Regions from separate parts of the Rattus norvegicus genome. Here region 1 is linked to region 2. A link is a contact called in public Hi-C data. All regions are on one chromosome and are shown on one strand. Each heading gives the region's core, a stretch centred on a gene start, on an enhancer-like site or on the middle of the called end of the contact. The rest is flanking DNA. Distances are from core to core; before and after follow the strand shown. Region 1 overlaps Col5a2 (collagen type V alpha 2 chain). Region 2 overlaps Gulp1 (GULP PTB domain containing engulfment adaptor 1).

Region 1 (2,845 bases), core at 324-2,823, 660 kb before region 2:
TTTACACATACAAAGAAAATTAAAATATTTAAAACACACTTATTAATACCTTTAATTTATTTAACAAGTCCTACTGTGTGCAATTTAGAAGCCCAGTGATGTTCCATTTATACCCATGCTAAGCATTTGTGAAAATCAGTAAACTCTATCTACATATTTCATTTAGTACTTGAGGATGAAGAAGACATAACTACCACCATGATCTAAAAGTATATTTATTATATTTTATTATGTTGATTAGAAATACTGACTTGGCAGAACTGTCAACCAGATTTCCATTTTTATGACTTCCTACTCACCTCACATGCTTTGGCCTCTTTATTCCAACAACTCTGCTTCCATGGCTAGTCTTCTTTTGTCTCTGGTCTCTTAAATTTTCCATCTCCCCTGGTTAATTTTTAAGTTGGCTATTTGAAGAATTCCAGACTCTGAGAAAAAAAATTAACACTCTTCAAATCAAGTCTCCCATGCTTTTTGATTACAATAATTCAAAATTGTTCCATGTTAATGAAATCTCATACAGTAAGAAGTGAAGTCACATCTCATAGATCCTCACCTCACTTTTCATCCTTAAGGCCAGCTTTAGGATACCTAAAACATGATTTGTGTGTTTTCTAAGTTACCCATGGCACTATTGACTGGTTGGTTTGGTTTGTGATAATTTTCTAAGAATTCAGACTTATATATGTAAAGTTTAAACTACAAATATTTATACTTATTAAAATTTTATTTTTAAAGTTTTTTAACTTAAAATTAATGTTTTATTTGCATATATTAATTGTACATAACAATGGGTTTTCATTATATCATCTTTATATATATATACAGAATTTGATAATGTTCATTCTTGAATTTTCCTTTTTTTTTCTTTCTTTTTTTCTTTTTTTTTCTTTTTTTAGGAGCTGGGGACTGAACCCAGGGCCTTGTGCTTGCTAGGCAAGCGCTTTACCACTGAGCTAAATCCCCAATCCCGAATTTTCCTTTTCTATTAATCTTCTTTCTCTGCCCAAGCACCCATTCTTCTACCTCCACACTTTAAAGATCTTTTTACTCCTTAGTAGCTAGCATGCACAATAAGCTAAAAATAACTTATTGATTGAACTTAATTTTAGTTAAACTGATTTTATTTTATAAGGTTTGACATTAAGTTTTGTTGTCCTCATACAGAAATAAAATTTCATGAAGCCTGCATTTCTCTCATCCCTGTTTCTTGTGCTTCAGCGAATAATTTAACGTGTAGATAAGAAAGACTGTTTATACTTTTAATATATGTTGTGAAAGAAAGAAATGTTCCAGAGAACTCAGTGGCTGGATAATTTTAAACTGACATTGGAAATAATCTAACAAAGACTGTCGGTTTCATAAACTATTAACTTAGCTTGTTATTTAAGTTAGGCTGCTGTGGAACTGAAGCATCAAACTGGCCGTCTACCAGGACTATGTGCTTGCCAAGATCTTCCCTTTTTAAGTTGGTTTACTTTATTAGAACAATCCATTAGCACATGTGCAGGCCCTTGCCCTAAAGACAATGGGTGTGTACAGGCACGGTCATCTGTCCTTATGGCACAGATGATTCACAATGAAATCATCACGACTGTTACTCAAATTTAATCTCTGATTCCATATTCCTCCCAGAAGAGCAAGACTGGGGCATGCCGTTATGGCCCTCTAGTCAGTCTTCACTTTCCAGGTTCTAAAATACATTCAGCATTTTAAAAATGTAAGTTGAGGAGTTGAAGAGATGGCTCAGCTGGTAAGAGCACCAGTTGTCTCAGAGAACCCAGGTTTGATTCTCAGTACCCTCATGGTGGCTTTCAACTATCTATAAGTCCAGTACTAGAGGATACAATATTCTTGTATGGCATCCAAGAACACCAGGCATAACATGTGGTACACAGGCAAACCTATGAGCAAAACACTCATCTACCTAAAATAAAATAATCTAAAAATAATATAAATACAATGTGACACAAATATAATGTAACTTTTTTTCCACTTGTTTTTAAGGGTCCTATTGGCCCAAGGGGACCTCAGGGTTTACAAGGACAGCAAGTAAGTGTCTTTTATAATTAATTTATATGCTGTAATAAAGAAGGCTCAGGACTCATTACTACTTTGGACTGAACATTAAACTGTAGAATTCTCACTTGGAATGACATCTACCAATTTTTCCTACTGATTTAGAAGCACATGTAGCCTTCTTTGTTGATAGTTTATTTTTTTTAAATAATGTGCGTGTGTGCATGTGCATGTGTGTGTGTGTGTGCATATGTGTGTGTGTGTGTGTGTGTGTGTATGTGTGTGTGTGTAGACTAGAGGCTGAAGTCATGTATCTTCATTGTTCTTTGCTTGATTTCTTGAAACATGGTCCCTTGCTGAACGTGACCACTCATTAGTTTAGCGAGTCAGGTGACTAATTTGCTCCAAAGATGCCCTGTTCCCATTTCTGTTTACCAAGCACTGGGATTAGGGTGGCCACCATATCTGCCCAGCTTTCACATGAGTGGTGGAGTGGCCCACAGTGTGATCATTCTCATGATTGCATAGGAAATGCTTAATCCACTGAGATATTCCCTAGTCCTCATAGTTTCTTACTTGCCCCACATATTTGTCATCTGATTTCTTTACGTGACTGCCCTCTAACACTTGGAGTTATGTTATGTGTCCTTGCTTCGAAAAAACAGAACATACTTCTTGTCTTATAACATTCCCATAATTGATTTTTCCAAGTCTCTGGCTTTACAATTAGATAATAAAAGGCCACTTGCAATTAATATTTTTTTTGTGTGAATTAAAGCCAAGGTGGTTATTCTGGGGAATCTTACTTGAAGAATGTTCTAAAACT
Region 2 (3,313 bases), core at 86-2,585:
GATAGTCAGCAGAGACTCCATATCCTCTATTACTAGGAATCTTCATTAAGATCACATTTATGGGTTCCAGGAAATTTCTTTCCACTGCAGTAAGTTTCCACACAACTTCCCAAATATCCCCCAATTCTAGCTTCTCTACCCATAATCTCTCCCTCCACCCCATGGCCCTTCCCAGCCACTTGATTCCCTGTTTCTGTCCCTACCTGCCACTAGTCTATTCTATTTCCCCATCCCAAGGGAGAACCCAGTTTCACCTCTAGAGCCTTCCTCTTTGGGTTGGTTAACATTTATTTAATTTAATGCATTTTATCATTTATTCCACCTTTTTGGGTCTAGGATACCTTACTTAGGATGATTTTTTTCTAGTTCTATTCATTTGCCTGAAAATTGCATGTCATTTATTTTAACAGCTGAATAATACTCTATTTTGTGTAATTCTTTTATTGTTCAGAATTGTTTTAGAAATTCCAATTGTGGTTTGTTCATTTATTTTTAATTTTCCATATGAACAGGTCTCTAAAGAATTGTGTTGGAATTTTGATAGGGATTGCATTGAATTTATAGACTGCTTTGGTAAGATGGCCAATTAAACTATTTTAATCCCTCTGATCCATGAGCATAAGAGATTTTTCTATTTTCTGATACTTTCTTCCAATCCTTTCAAAGACTTTAAGTTTTTATAATACAGGCCTTTCATCTGCATATGGAGAAGTACCCCCCAAGATATTTTATATTATCTGAGATTATTGTGAAAGGTATTATTTCCCTGATTTGTTCCTCATTCGGTTTGACTTTTGTATATAAAAGAACTATTTTTTTAAAAAAAATTCTTGTATTCAGTTACTTTGCTGGATACTTTGCTGGTGTTTATCGGCTGTAAGAGTTCCCTGGTGGGATTTTTATGTATCCTATCATATAATGTATCCTATCATATAATCTGAAAATTATTTGGCACTACTTTGTATTTTTCCTACTTATTTGCTAAATAATTCCTAAATAAGTTCTAAATTATTGATCAGTTGAAGAAAAAGTAAAAGAAAACAGAAATACACTGCACAGAATGAAATACAGTGATGAAGACCTGGGCTGATGAATTTGTCTTGACAGTGACTTTTAAAGGCTATCTACCACATTAAAGCAGCTTTGTGTGTGTCAAGTGAGTTTCATTAACTAAAGTCTTTCGAACTGGGGACAGAAATATATATCCTGCTTATGTTTCAGGGATGCTGGTGAAATAATAGCAATGTTCCGGTGTGTGTTCTTACTGAGGCATAACAAATTGTGAACACACATTGAGTCCTGGTATTTGTACTGAATGTACTGAAACAGACACTGTCTGAAAACAAAATTCATCATGATAACTGTGCTAAGTTTTAGAGGATCACACTTTTAGATACTTACTATTTTCTTAAATATCAGCTTAAGCATAAGAAACAGAAAAATGAACATTTTAGCAAACAGAATATGGAAATATTTATATTCTTGCACAAATTATTACATTAAAATTTTCAAACTTTGAATTCTTTACAGTTACACAGTAGTCAATATTTAAATTTTTAGAAACATTTTGTTAAAACTCAAGCAGATGCCATGAGGTACAGGGGGTAGAAAATACCATTATTGAAAATTCATTAAGCTTTTCATCACCCTGAATGATGTTTAAATTTCTAATTATCAAAACTCAAAAATCAAACACATTTAAAATGCAAACTTTGAAAGGGGAGTAAATATAAATAACATTTTGATTACACAAGAAAAAATCTGAGTATAGCACTGCAATATATGTATTAAAGAGTCAGGATTGTGTTTGAAAAAAATACGGAGAAAATCAAAATGAGGTCCTGAACAGTTGGTACTTTCCATTTCTAGTGGAGCCACAGCACCACCATCTGGTCTTATTTATATGACAGCAAAATTAAAATAAGTACTAATATTGCTATAGTTTGTATGATAGCTTCTGACCTCAAACACAACATAAAAGAAATATGACAACAAATTTACATAAAACCATTGTTTTCTTCATGTTTACTAGTAAAAGATTCTCTTCGACTAAGAACCTAAGAAACACATTTTTCCCTAAGAAACAAATTTTTCAGTCAAAATAGTTTATTTATTAAATGCATATTAATTGTAAAAGATACATTTAATAAAACCTACTGCCCACTAAGTGTACACTTAAACTATCTTATTGGTTTCCATTATATTCCCCAATAATATTCATTTCTTAGTGTGAAATTATACAGAAATGTCATATAGTATATATAAGTCATAGTTTTAGAAGCCATTTAAATTGGTTTCAGGTATGAGATGTTGAATGAAGAATTCCCAAGATATAAAGAAATATCGCCAAAATAATTGTTCTTTTAAGATACCTTCTGATTGCAGTAAAGTTGGGCTTAAATCAGGATTTGTATCACTTTAAAAACAATTATATAGAATCATAGTTTAAGTGTTGCCACAAGCTGAATAGTCTTTCAATAAAACCCTCTACACTTAGATAGAAATGCTGCTCGGATAAAGCCCAGCCTCAATTACCACCCAAAGAACATTGTAAAGAAATGGCTGCTAAGCGCATTCTTCCCAAATGAAAGAGGATGTTATCTTGGGACCCCACAGAATGTATACTTAGGGAACTTCTGTGTCAAATATTCGACAGAATGAATGGATGAAATCACTTCCCACTTCACTTTTTCATCCATAATGCAAATCTCATCCTGATCTTTTCCCTCATTTGAAACTTTTGATATATTTTATGTAACTTTCCCAAAATACTGCAGCAATTATTATAGTTCATGATTCTTCCTGGAACAAACCACAGCACCTAATATTCCTGTGGAATGAGTATATCATCTCAAGGTTATCACTAAATTCTGAGAGCAGCCACAGAGAAGAAAAGCTAACTTTGTAAATAAAATAGAGGTCTGTAGACCTCTCACATCACAAGGATGGTCATCCTCTTGAAGGAAGGGATTATTCTAACTGTAATATCTCAGTGAGGCTGGCTTTTAAGAGGTGAGCTATTACATAAGCATTCTTGAGGCATGTCTTAAGAGTTTCTCAGGAAACTTGCCGGGCATGAGTTTTTGGGGTTTCTTAGATTTTACTCCAAAAATATATTACTCATGAATACTTAGGGTGTTTTGTCAATATTTTCTTTTGCTATTAGTCACATAAGATTCCCTAAAGCTGCTCATTGACATGGCCCATTAGGGTATCCTTAATATATAATAGCACTAAAAAATAATTCTACTTTGGAATGAATACTAACTGTATTTTCAACTGATAGATATGATAGCCTAATTGTCAGAAATTT

Evidence for each region. Hi-C and Micro-C count contacts between places; a contact is called where the count stands out from the background.
Region 1: a contact with region 2 is called in a Hi-C map of the Rat2 cell line, with 12 times the contacts expected there. The contact joins two enhancer-like sites. A contact is called at or near these places in 3 of 12 Hi-C or Micro-C datasets (the A7r5 cell line, the Rat2 cell line and frontal cortex).

What each region holds. Positions count from the first base shown.
Region 1 is chr9:54,985,454-54,988,298 of GRCr8, reverse strand. It overlaps Col5a2 (collagen type V alpha 2 chain), which reads left to right. Exons shown (of 54, transcript NM_001399195.1): 9 at 2,008-2,052. Among named protein-coding and RNA genes, the nearest start is that of Col5a2, 100 kb to the left of the region's middle. Within about 2 kb of position 1,573, at least 6 of the 93 cell types and tissues checked have an H3K27ac peak or open chromatin away from gene starts, as enhancers often do.
Region 2 is chr9:54,322,768-54,326,080 of GRCr8, reverse strand. All of the region lies in intron 4 of Gulp1 (GULP PTB domain containing engulfment adaptor 1), which reads right to left. Among named protein-coding and RNA genes, the nearest start is that of Gulp1, 210 kb to the right of the region's middle. Within about 2 kb of position 1,335, at least 5 of the 93 cell types and tissues checked have an H3K27ac peak or open chromatin away from gene starts, as enhancers often do.